Regions from separate parts of the Oryctolagus cuniculus genome. Here region 1 is linked to region 2. Evidence: chromatin contacts called from public Hi-C data. All regions are on one chromosome and are shown on one strand. The core of a region is the stretch at or near the end of the contact, and the rest is flanking DNA. Distances in the headings are between cores, read along the strand shown.

Region 1 (6,596 bases), core at 679-3,178, 89 kb before region 2:
AAGTGGAGCCCTCATGATGGTTCCAGCACCCTTTCATGAGCAGAGACACGAGACGGTGTGCCTCCCTGTCTGCTCTCTGCCCTGTGAGGATGCGATGAGAAGGCCATCACTAGCCCAGGAAGAATGTCCTCACACACTGACTGCCAGAGCCGCTAGCCTGGACTTCCAGCCTCTCAGACTTGTGAGAAATAAGTTTCTCTTGTTAAGGCCTCCCAGTCCCTGCTGACTGGGGACAGCAGTGCAAGTGCCCAGGACAGCAGTTCAGCTCCAGGAGCCCACTCGAGCCTTCCAGGCCACAAGGTTTCCGCTGCGTCTGCTTGCCAGGTCCTGCCTGGCAGCTGGATTTGCCTCTAACAATTCACTCCAGAATCCTTGCCTATACTGTTTGGTCCCAGCCAATTACTCACCCAGGGTGGCAAGGTGGAAAAAGAATTGAGTGGCAGTGGGTAAGGGGCTCTGGGTTTTAGATCCTGCTTTTGTGGTGTCAGTCTCCTGCCTGTGCAGTGGGGAGTTTGGGACAGATGACTCGCAGGGTGCTTGCTTTATTCTAGAGCTAGCTTCCTTCCTCTCTGCTGGAGAATCTCTGAGATTTTGTGCGAAGAGAAGGTAAAGTAGGAAGCTGAGGAGAGGGGGTGGTGGTCGTGGCCACAGCTTGGTTTGCTCTTTCTATCTTGTGTTCTTGCTAACACAGGAAGTCTGTGCTGGTGACATCCCCGTAGTACCTAATCCCGCGGACAGAGATTCAGTCTCAGTAAAACCTCACATGACTGATAGGTGGACGTGGAACTCTGGAGTTCTTAATGAGTTGTAGTTGCTCTACTTTTCTTTCTGGATTTCTTTTCTTCCAACAAAACGCATGCAGAAGTCGTTCTGCCTTAGGAAGCATAGAGTTGGTTTCCTTTTGCTGTTGAGCCGCAGGATCTTTTCTTTGAACAGCCCTCCCGTTACGCAGAGCAGAGCCCCAGGAAAGAAGCCCCGATGGAGCTGCTACTCAGAGTACGGCACAGGGCCAGGTGTTTCCAGGGAATACAGCAGACCCATCCGTACTGTCAGTGTGCTCACAGCATTGGTGGGCAGACACAGATGGCTTGCTGGCTGAGGTCGGATCATCTCCACATACCCTGGCGTTTGCCAACACTGCTGCTTCCCAGGCCAGACCAACGAGCTCTCTAAGCGTTACACAATCTTAGAAGATTTATAACCCCACAACCCACAGAGAGCAAGAGTGGCCTGGAGAGGCCAGGGAAGGCTTCTTGGACCAGATTGAGGCCTTAACTAAGTGAATTTGGTAGAACTGGAATGGCCAAGGGAAAGCGAGAGGGTGAGCAGATGCAACAGACTTGCAGAAGAATAGAGGACCAGGTGTGTGTGTCTGTGTCCGCATGTGTGTTGGGAGAGGGGACATAAAGAGGGTTGGCCTGTCCTTGGCATATAAGGATTCAGTAAATATTGCATGAATGATGGGTGGGTGAATGCTGTAAAATAGCTTAGCAGATACTATAGATTGCCTAAATTTGAACTGACACTAGGTATTGCAATGGGATTGTTCATAATTTTTTTTCTCCCAGAAGGTAAGTGCAAAAAAAAAAAAAAAAAAAAAAGAGCTAAACAAATAAAGGAAAACACTAGAACAAAAATCCCTGTGTGACTAAATAGCTGGCAAGTGGAGACTTTCGTATTTGACCAAAGAATAAGAGATTTAGTAGAACCATTTTTTCGTGACCTTGAGCCCACCCTCCCTCCACCTTGGGAGCAGTGCGTCCCTGGACATGGCCCACCTGCTGTCCAGGGGAGGAGATCCTGTTGGCACAAGACAAGGACCCATTGAGGGTAGCGGCCTGGCGTGTCCTCCTGGAAGGGCCTTGCTCCTTGGCCCCGGGAGGCCGTGCCTGGCCTCGCTCCTCCACCTCCAGCTTCCTCCTCTGGAAGAACTGCCGTTGTCGAGCTCGCTGGAGCTGCTCTCTCTGCTGGGTCCTCATTGCCTTTCCCACCTGGCGGCAAGTGGTCATGTTGGGGCGACAGCGGCGGCTCTCACGGGTCTCCTGCCGGCGCTCATACTTGGCCTCGTAGCTCTCAGCCCACCGGGCCAAGCCGGGGGAGGGCCTGGGGTCTGGCCTGATCATGATGACCTCCCGAGCACCTGTTGCACTTGGCTTCCACTTCCTTGCATAACCGCCTGGACCCTGCCAAATGCCAAGAGGGAGGTGTCAAAAGACAGGAAGAAAGATGACCATCTCCCTGGTCTAGTGGGCAGAAATAGCACAGCGTTCCATCCACATGTGTCGAGCACTGAGGACGTGAGAGTATCCAGCTTGGAGCCTGCACTCCTGGGCTTAGTCTCTGGCAAACTAATAAAATCTAAGAAAAGCGAATTCCTGATTTTCTCTAACCTGCGTCAACCCTCTGTGAAGTGCTCGGGTCTCTCTGGATACCACTGCTTCTTCTAAGGCATGAGAAATAATTGACAAAATTAGAATGATCTCATTCTGCAGCACGTGTGTTCATTTTGAAGCCTGCCAAGGATACAGCTAAGTTGACCCTGTTCCCCTTAATCTCCCAAACCTAGAAGGGGAGTCAGCATTTTTACTGCTCTCTTGGCCTACTTTGTTACTAAAATAGTCAAGTGACACTTGAGACCCGGAGGGAAAACCGATCCTCCTCAGGAAGTGACGAGGCCTGGGACCAGCAACCACTGCTGTCTTCCCGGCCCTTAGCAACCAGCTTGTGCTCCTAGTCTGCTGGGTCCTCTGTCGTCCCGGCATGGGTCCATTGGCACCCATTTCACTCTCAGGGCTGGGTTCTGGTTCGCATGTGCAAATCAGATCAAATCAGCATTGGTCAAGCCCCTGCCACACGTCCAGTCCAGGATGAAACCCACTTCCGTGCATCTGGCTCTCTCGCTTGGGAAGCTGAGGGTTGCATATTTCTAGAATCACCTCCCGGTGAGGGTTAACTCTGCTTCCAAGTCTGCTTTCCTTAGTCCAGACATGGACTGTGCCATCCAAACCAGCACACACATGAATCACACCTCAAAGAGTCTGTCCTGTAAACAAACAGAATCAGGAACCCAAAGTCCCCAGGGAACCAGGTTTATGGTGTAGAGGCTGTACTTGACACCTTGCATGTTGTCTTCCCTGCCATTTCCAATGCACCTGAACCCAATCCCTTCTTCTTTCCTGGCCTCTTTTGTTCTTTCCTGCTCTCCGCACCTACCTGCTGTGAATTCGCTTATTCTCCTAGGATGCTCTGGGAGCTTTGCTGAGTGGGGTTGCACTTGAGCTGGATCCTGAGTTTTGGAAATCCTGCGCCGAGCCTCTGACCACTGGGGTCAGACCTGGGACTGATGAAGGAAGAGGGACTCCCCCTCACAGCTGCTGTCTCCTTTCTCCAGCTCATGACCTCATTACCACCCCACCCCCACCCCGGGAACTTCAGTTCCTGGGTAGGTCAGAGAGGTGGTATCTTAGCTCCACCAACCAGCAGGCATTAGCCAGCTCTGGCCATATGGGTTTGCTTATAGGCCAAGCAGACTGCACAGGTAGCAGCCTCCCTGCCCTTTTATTGGGATTCTGCTGCCTATCCTTGCTTAGTCTAGAATTCTCTGAAGGATTCTTGCTCTTTCTGATTCACCACTCATTTCTTAGGGTCACAGGCAGGGCAGTCTCACTCTCTGAGAGGGGTCTTAATGTGGGCAAGCCTGGACACTCCTTGATGCCTTACTCCTAAGGGTTGGAGCAGTGCCCTCTGGCCTCAGGCAGCACTGACCCCATGGAGCCATATGAAGACATCAGTCCTCTCTGTACCATTTCTGAATGGCTTTATCCTTTCCTCACACTTTTCATTCTTAGTCCTTGGGGCCAGGAGTGGTGGTGGTGGTGGGGAGGGGTTGTCCCTGGACCACCTGCTGCTTTCCTCATCTGAAAACAGAAAAGGGCCTCAAGTCCCAGCCATGTAAACTTTTAAGTGACTGGATAGAGGAGACTTGGGGGTCTGTGCATGGGAACTCTGGGTCCAGAACCCACACATGTAGGCTTGCTCTGCCCTACAAGGTGGAGGAGAGCCCTGGCCTGGAGTCAGACTGTGGACTTAAGTCCTGACCGTGTCACCATTACCTGTGTGTGATTTTGGGTCAGCTGTCCAATCTTTCTGCATCCCAGTCTCCTTGTTTATAAAATGGGGCTTGTAGGGTTCTGAGATTAAATGACAAAGTGCACAGTAGGCCCCTGGCACTTGGCACATAATAAATGTTACCTTTTTTTATTAATACACATTCAATATTGTTAGGACTATCCTTGTCTTGCTGTGTTGGATACTGGAGACCAAGGCCCCCGGCTAAATGAGCACTCCCAGGACCAATAATGACAGATCCCATCCTCTGATTCCCCCAGCCTTTTCTCTCTGGAGGAGTACATTGTTTACCAGGTTGAGGAGGTGCTGGCCCCAGACTGAAATAATTTTCACTGCTATGGTCCATCTGACCTCTGGGTTTGGGCAACGATGAGAAAAGACGTCTCTGTGGTCCTGACACAACAACTATCTCAGTTAGGCCAAGCAGAAAGGACAGGAAGAGATGGAGGGGAAGAGTGGCTGCCCAGCAGCAGACCATGGAGTGTGGGATGTGAGGTCGCCTTCCTGTTTGCCCCTAGTTACACAGGCTTTGTAGGGAGGCAGAGCCCTGGCTGCAGAGAATCCTGCTACCCTCCTGCTGTGGAGGGGGCTGGGGGTAGCAGCCAGAGAGATGAGATCTCTCTGGGCTCTCCACCTGGGCCATCTACATCAGTCCGCTGGACCACTGAGAGAAAGCAGCTCTGCTCCCTGGCATCCTCACAGGTGGATGTTAGGATTTATGGCCCAAGAGCAGAGTTGCAGTAGAGGTGGCTCCTTAGAAAGGGGGGCATTCCCAGATCCCAGGCCTACACACCCAGTAGGATTTGGTGTGGCACAGCTGAGTGGAACCATACCAAGCTTTCTTGGGGGTGGTTTGACACACTGAGTTGCTTAAAAATAAGAAACCCTGTGGGATGGCTCATTGACATAAATAGGCAATAGAAAAAAAAAAGGAACTGTCTTTGTAAGGTTCAAAGAGTGGTCAGGGGGCATCTCTGGGGTACCCCTTGGCAACACAATAGGGCTCAGTTGGAGCTTGGGGGAAGAGGTAGTGTTGGCTGGGGGAGGCCTTCCTCACTCCCTAACACAGGAAAGGACCAGGGCACTGTCCCTCACCCAACAGTAGCCTTGTCACTGCCTTTACGAGTCGCTGCTGTGACAGCTTGGCTGTGTGTGCGAAGCGATGGTGAGTGACTTCCTGTATGGGCCTGGCCTTCCTGGTCCAGAGCTCTCAGTGCCAGCTGGAAAGGCTGCTGTGTGTTTCCCACCTTGAAAGGTCATCTCATTCATGCCCCCATCAGTGAGTAGCCCGAGAACTCCCAGGCATTTGACTCATCCAATTAAGAGGATGGAGCACAGGGGTGATGGGAGTTGTATCTCTGTTCTGTGGCTAGTGCCTCAGGAAACCAGCTCAGGACACTTTCTTGGTTACTCAACCCCCCGACACCCTTGACCTACATCACCCACTCCTGGGCCTCCCTCTTCATCCAGGGAGGCTTGGGTGACGGAGCATCTTCTGCACCACCCCAGCGTCAGTGGTCCCAAAGCATCCTCATCCTCAGTTACCTCCGAGTTCCAGGCTCCAACCCAAGTGCTCAGGAAAGCATTCCAGCTTCTGGGGACACCTCGGCTGTGGTCTCAGATGGAGCAGAATAGCAGCTGGGTAAGGGGCAGGCTCTCAGTCCCCGGCTCTGCGCCCCATTAGCATTTCCCTTCTTGCTACTCTCTTTCTCTTTGCACAGCAGCCTTGATGAAACAGGAAACAGACAAACCCACAATGCTCACAAACCCCAGTTCCTCTCTCTTGCTTTCTGGCGCGATCTGAGTGGGCCCCTGAACCCTGGGGCCTCCGGGGCTGAGCTTGGGAGCTCCTCCCATCAGTGGGCACCCCAGGCGCCCTTTGTCTTGCTATTGGATTGGCCTGAACTCTTCTTGACAGTTTCAAGACAAGATCCATTTCCAGGATTAGACAAGGATGGGCCTGTGATTGGATTCAAACCGTGCAGTTCCTGTGAGGGCAAAAAAAAAAAAAAATCCGTTTTTGGTAGTGCGACCTAGAAGAGCTGTTCTCAGTGTGGGCTGTCCTGGGCATCGGGTAGTTCTCCACAAGTCCCGGAGCTCTGGAGAGTTTCAGGAGAAAACGGGGTCTGCTTCAGAACTCTAGGCTGAGGTCAGCCCTGGCTTCAGTCATTCCCGAAGCAGCAAGGAGGAGGTGAGAAGGTGGGTGGCTGGGAGATGAAGCGAGGAACAGCAGGCAGAATCTTGTAGAAAATATTTTTTTTGGTCTCAGTCACTTGGACTAGGAAAATTGGGGGAAAAACTAAAGGGAACTAATCTGCCTGCATTATAAAGAAACCCTCATAGGCAGTCTAGTCGGGAAATTACCAAGAAGTTCGGGATAAAATAGTGGAGAGAGACCTGGATTGGGACAGTGGCCTGAGCAGCTCTGTAACCCTGTGTAGTTCACCTGATTGGAATGAGCTGCTCAG
Region 2 (6,318 bases), core at 2,063-4,562:
TGAAATCTTTACTTAATGTATGCTAAACTGATCTTCTGTATATAAAGAGAATCGAAAATGAATCTTGATGTGAATGGAAGGGGAGAGGGAGTGGATAAGGGGAGGGTTGCAGGTTGGAGGGACGTTATTGGGGGGAAGCCATTGTAATCCATAAGCTGTACTTTCGAAATTTATATTCATTAAATGAAAGTTAAAAAAAAACAAAACTTTGATCAGTTGATACAAATGGATACATCTACAAAGTATATCAAAAGCTACAGCTCTTCTCTTGTTCTGGACACTCTACTTCTACTAGTAGGCATTAATTTGCTTTAGCAGCCCTGTCACAAGCCCTTGTTAGCTTTTATTGCGCTAGAAAAGCCTTTCTAATGCTGTGGTCATTCAGTTGACTTTTTGGACCCAAATTCTGTACTGCATCTTCTCTGTTCAGTTTCATTCGGTTTGCTTCCGTGCATAGCTCCAGCCTACTGAGCCATTGAACCCTGGCTCTGCTATCTCAGCTCTTAAGTCACTAACAGAACTGATAAGTACACCTTCTCTCCTTGGGTTGTTGATGAAACTGCCCAAGGGTATAGGGCCACGGGCAGTTTTGTCCCTGTGTTGGGAGAGGGACTTAATCATGCTCAACTACAGCCAGACACTGTCTCGTGAGACCACTTCAGAACCTGGACTCCCAAACTGTTGGCAAACCCTTTTCCTTTCCTTTCCTCTATCACAGAGTTTCTTTTCCTGATCCTGGAGGGTTCTCTGGGAGAGAGGGGGTGCAGGGCTCTCTGTGCACCCCAAGGTGTATAGCAGCATCAGTGGCGTCCACTGTTCAATGCCAGCAGAGGTGTCCCTCCCCCACCACACAACCAGAAATATCTACAGACACTGTCGTATGTCTCCTGGGGGGACAAAATTGCTCCCCCTTCAATTTAAAACCACTCCTCTAACTTCACAAATGGACTGATTGAAGAATCAAGTATTTATTAGAGAGCTCCTATTTATCTGGGATCTGACAGTTTCTGTGAACACTGAAGAGGGCTTGCTCTCTGGCTTCCAGATTCTACTACGAGAGCCATGATCTTGCCTACAAAATAGCTGGAAAAGATTCCCTTACTGAGTGGCCCTGGATGAGACCCAGACTGCAAGACCTGTAAGAATTCAGAGAAATGAGATCAGTGAGGACAGAGAAGATTGGAAATGAAATGGAGGAGTGTGGGAGGGTGTGTGGGGGGAGTGGCTTGGAGGAGAAAGTCTCATCAGGCAATACCCAGAGCCATGGTTTTGTTTGGCAAAAATGTGTATTTGATGACCAGAGTCAAGTGTCTGTAGGTGGGTAGGGCAGGTAACACTAACATGCAAGGCAAATGGCAAACTGGTTCTCTCTTTGAGAGCCATGGCTTAACATTCCCTTTGCTGGGCCTGCAGAGCCACTGAGTTAGTTGTTACTGCTCAGCAGGCTCTGGTGGGCGGGAGGAAGGGGACTTAAGTCTGTGACAACCGGTCTTTTTCTAGTCTGGAGCTTTCCGCTATGACCTGAACTCATGGTGAGGAAGCTGAGAAGAATAAAGGCATCATCTGATTGGGCCTTCTTGGGAGCTTGCCTCTTACCCTGCCAGGTAGCTCGCTCTCCCTCCCCTCCCCCTTCCCCTCCCCCTCCCCCTCCCCCTCCCCCTCTCCCTCTCCCTAAAACACTTAGGAGCATTCAGATGTGAGGGACGCATAGCTTTCCTGTGCTAGTTGCTTCTCTTTCATTCATTTATCCTGTTATCAGTGGATTCATGTAATTTTTTTAAGATTTACTTTTTATTTATTTGAAAGAGTTACAAAGAGAGGTAGAGTGAGAGCGAGAGAGAGGTCTTCCATCCGCTGGTTCACTCCTCAAATGACCACAGGAGCTAGAGCTGAGCTGATCCGAAGCCAGGAGCCAGGAGCCTCCTCTGGGACTCCCAAGGAGGTGGGTCATCTTTTACTGCTTTCCCAGGCCACAGCAGAGGGCTGGATCAGAAGCGGAGCAGCTGGGACTCCAACCGGCACCTTCATGGGATACAGGCGCTGCAGGCCGGGACTCTAACCTACTGTGCCACAATGCCAACCCCATTCATGTAATCTTAAAATGCTAAGTCTGATGGGATCTATACAGCTTTCTTTCTCCCCACCCCTAACATGAAGCAAGGAAGGGTCCGTCAGTAGGTGCATAGACAATAATAATACTAACAGACAAGTAGTATGATTGGAGTCCCAAGGTAGGAAGCAAGTGTTGTCTGACCCTCAGGAAAGTGCTCCCTCCACAGGGGGCAGGTGAGACTCTGTGATCAGAGACACTCGTCGCTGTGTCTCTCTCCATCACTCTGCACCCCCCTCCCGGCTGCCAGCCCTGGCCACTCTCGGGAATTAGATAATAAACAACAGTATAAAACGTTTTTTTATTTCAAAATGCAAAATGGTGGTCACTGTAATACAGTAACAACAACAACAATAATAATAGTATAAAAAGCATCTCTTTCCTCCCTCACGCACTCAGCTCCAAGCGACACAGTTTGGGACTTGCCATCACAAGGCAGTGCTGCACAGCAGCCAGACTCCACCCGAACTCCTCTCGGGGCATCCACGCGTGCCAGGTCAGTTCTAGGTGTCACCGGCTTCTTGGAAGTCAGTCCAGGCAGCGCCTGGCTCCGCTCTCGCCTCTGGCGACAGGCTCTCTGCACGTCTCTCTCTCCGGTTCCTTGCGGTGCCTACGAGGCGTGCAGGCGGTTGGAAAGGGCCCGGCCGCAGAGCGCGGCCGCCGGCTGCTTGCCCTTCTCCGGCAGCGCCCGTCGCTCGCGAGCGGCCCGCAGCTCGGCGGCCGCCGCCTCCTGGTCCCGCAGGCGGCCGGCCGCGGCGAAGGGGCTGCACACGGTCTCCACCAGGCCGATGACGGCGCCCACGAGCGCCAGCACGCCGCCCAGCACGTAAAGCTTCACCAGCTTGCTCCTGGGCCGCGCCGCCAGCATCTCCCGGGCCAGAGGCAGCAGCTCCTGGACGGCTTCCATGCTTGCGGGTGGTGGCGACCTGCGGGACAGCGGAGGGAAGGGGACCTAAGCCGCCGAGGGACGTCTCCAGCGGTGCGCGCAGCGCTCCCTGCCCCCCACCCCCAACCCCGCCCCGGGACCCAGCGCCGGGGCTGCGGCTCACCTCGGCTGCGGTCAGCGGTCAGCGTGTCCGTGGGTCCGGCCGGCCTCGCGTCCTGCTGCTCCTCCTCGGCAGACGCAGCTCTTCCAGATGGCCACTCTGCAGCCGGCACCTGGCAGCTTCCCCGGCCGCTTATATCTTTCGTCCGAGACCCGCCTCCCGGATCCCTGGCCGGGGCCACGCTGCGGGCGCCAGGGAAAGGAGGAGGGGGAGGAACAGAGGCAGGAGCGGGGGAGGGACCTGGCAGAGGTGACCACGAACTGCGCACGCCCCCTACGCGTGCTGGGGGGACTCGGACAGCGGCAGCCCCCACCCCCGGGGGGGGGTGTCCCGTGCATTTCTGGCACTGGCTGCACTTTGTGCAGTGGGTGGGCGCACGGCCTCCCATGTCCGGGAGGGCCTGAGAAGGACCCCTCTTGGGGCCATCTGTAGGCTTCTATGTAAAAGAGAAATCTTCCAGTTTTACTCACAAGGGTTGTCGCTTTCCCACGTGTGTGTTGGCGGATGGGAGAGGAGAAGGCCATGGAGGGATGGGGTAATGAGCAGAGCAGGTCTCCCGGCGTTGGAGACCGCGGCTGGGGCGAGGGGTACTCTGTTTTCATGACTGGGTTTGTTCAGAGGTGCATGCATTTTGGAATCACCTGTTAGGAAATTGTTCCTTGAGTGGGCCTTTGGGGGCTTTTATGTGCTGAGGGGTGTGTGTGTGTGTGAGAGAGAGAGAGAGAGAGAGGGTGCTGGTGGTGCAATCCTTGGCTCCCGAGTATCCCCACAGGTATTCTGTGTATCTGGCAACAGCTCTGAAGTCCAAATTGTCCCCAGGCCCACTGGAGAAGGGAGGTTGGGGGCTGTGCAAGGCAAATGTGCTGTTGGTGAGAGTTTGTCTGCTTGCCTAGAAGGGAATGATTTCCTGCTCCTCTATAATTCTTTGCCCCCTCCTGGGATCTGGGGGTGCAGCTTCACTGTGCCAGCTCAGGTCGATCATGGTAGCAGTTTAGGGGTGAAGGATATGAAGTGGGCAGTTGGGGGTAGAAGCCAGGGAGTGGAGAGTCTGCTCAGGTTAGTTTTGACTGGGACTGAACATCAGAGTGTGGGGCGCTCTAGTTCAGCCTTGGTTATCCATATACCCGAGTTAGCAAAGTAGGGCAACGAGGAGGGAACTGGGCCAAAGGGCTTTAAGCAAGGGAGAGGGCAGAGGGAGGATTGGGATAGACTGGCCAGAAAATTGCAAAGGTTGGTGATGCAATCTTGCAACAGTCTTAGCGTTCAGTGGGGCTGGTGGCAGGGCAGGGGAAAGGGCTCGTTCCGAGATCAGCTATTTTAGTCCTTGGAAACATTCAGGGTCGTTTTTCTCTGGGGTCTGAGGCAATCTCCCAGACAAGTCAGTTAAAAGTGGCAGCAGTAATAAAGCCACCCTTTGACTCGGCTGCTATTTGTTCAGGTTAAGGATTGGTGTGGGATTGCTCGAGGTTACCTAAATTGCTTAGTTAAAATTTTATATTCTGGTGGACACAAACAGTCAGGGTGACCAGGGTCCAAACAGAGGATGATGTCCCCTGCTTATCATTCTTTTAACCAGAGTAGGCAGGAAAATTCTTAAACAAGAGCCCAAGCCAAGTTTTAGTATCGGTCTTGGCATTTTCTTTGAATCTTCCTTGTGGGTTTGGATGGATGTCTAGTAACTGATTGTGAGCTTTCCCCGTATCTGTATTTCAAACTCCGGCAACTTCTGGAAGAGCATGTGACAGTGTGCTTGGTCTGAGACCTTTCACTGGGTTTCTGCTCTCCAGATGAGTCAGCCCAGCTTTGGGCCGAAAACTCCAAAATTGACAAGCCAGGAAGTAGTTCCTGTGTGTCTGTAACTCAAAGATGCAAACCACACATGGTCCCGGGTCAGCAGGCTGTACTTTTTATGGGGTTCCCCTTTCCTGTGATTTGCTCTGTTGGAGCACGTCACCAGCTCAGATCAGTTCCCCTCTTTTCCTCTTTGATAATCTGACTTTGAACCCCAGGCCTCCACAACTTAGTCGCAAAGGCTGGGGGGAGGGGGAAGCAAGTGCCAGAGACCGAGGACCCTGGTGGATTTGGTGTCCCTGCTTTGGGTGATACTTGGGGCTGAGCAGCAGATGTATGAAGCTAAGGAATGCAGCGTCAGTTCGTGCCATTCATGCCTAGGAGTTTCTGAGCACAGCTCCTCTGCTCCTCTGCATGGGTGGAGGAAGAACCCAGCTCTTAACTTACCTAGGGTAGGGGTGGCTAGGTAGGGTTTAGAAACTAAACTCGTATTTTAACTGGTCTGATGTCACTTTCTTTTTTTTTTTTTTTTTTTTTGACAGGCAGAGTGGACAGTGAGAGAGAGAGAAAGGTCTTCCTTTTGCCATTAGTTCACCCTCCAGTGGCCACCGCGGCCGGCGCGCTGCAGCCGGCGCAGCGCGCTGATCTGATGGCAGGAGCCAGGTGCTTCTCCTGGTCTCCCATGGGGTGCAGGGCCCAAGCACTTGGGCCATCCTCCACTGCACTCCCTGGCCACAGCAGAGAGCTGGCCTGGAAGAGGGGCAACCGGGACAGAATCCGGCGCCCCGACTGGGACTAGAACCCGGTGTGCCGGCGCCGCAAGGCGGAGGATTAGCCTAGTGAGCCGCGGTGCCGGCCCCTGATGTCACTTTCAGAGAAGTGAAGCGCTGTGTTGCGTCATACCAGTCAGGCACAGGTCACAGCTGTGAAGATCACACCAAGCCACAGAGTGACTTCAGGGTTGAGGAGTTTTTTGAGATGCAGGAGTCCCAGCGCCCAAACTGAGTTGCATTCTGGGTGAAGTGGAACAGTTAGTCACCCTACCCTCCTGTCTACCCCGACATTTATTTAACTCTTGCCATTTCTATAAAAAGGGAAGTGTCAGCTTGAGGTTTACTTTGCTTTCCAAATCTCATTCTCCCAAACAGTAAAACATCCTGAGCCCTCTGTGTGGGGAAGAATCACAAAGGTGAACATGAGGTCAAGGGGGTAAGGGCTGAGGAGGGACAGAGCTGTCCCCACAACTGGGCCTTGGGGAGCTGAAGGAACAGGAGACGGAATTCCAGCTTCTCTGTGTTCTTCAACAGAGTCCCCTTCTCCATGTCCCCAGCAGACACCCCCATTTTATTTGTTTTGCAGACCTGAAATCTT

Evidence for each region. A called contact is a pair of places that touch in the nucleus more often than the background predicts.
Region 1: a Hi-C map of psoas muscle shows a contact between it and region 2, with 6 times the contacts expected there. The contact joins the enhancer-like site here to the promoter of G0S2 in region 2. A contact is called at or near these places in 2 of 6 Hi-C or Micro-C datasets (embryonic fibroblasts and psoas muscle).

Annotation. Positions count from the first base shown.
Region 1 is chr13:24,605,728-24,612,323 of mOryCun1.1, reverse strand. All of the region lies in intron 2 of C13H1orf74 (chromosome 13 C1orf74 homolog), which reads left to right. TRAF3IP3 (TRAF3 interacting protein 3) reads right to left here and starts at 5,933. Exons shown (of 13, transcript XM_017347813.3): 1 at 5,674-5,933; 2 at 1,779-2,183. The coding sequence starts at 2,123. Within about 2 kb of position 1,928, at least 2 of the 8 cell types and tissues checked have an H3K27ac peak or open chromatin away from gene starts, as enhancers often do.
Region 2 is chr13:24,518,269-24,524,586 of mOryCun1.1, reverse strand. G0S2 (G0/G1 switch 2) reads right to left here and starts at 3,312. Exons shown (of 2, transcript XM_002717541.5): 1 at 3,160-3,312; 2 at 2,393-3,036. The coding sequence starts at 3,017. The coding sequence ends at 2,721. The region is part of intron 2 of C13H1orf74 (chromosome 13 C1orf74 homolog); the gene reads left to right.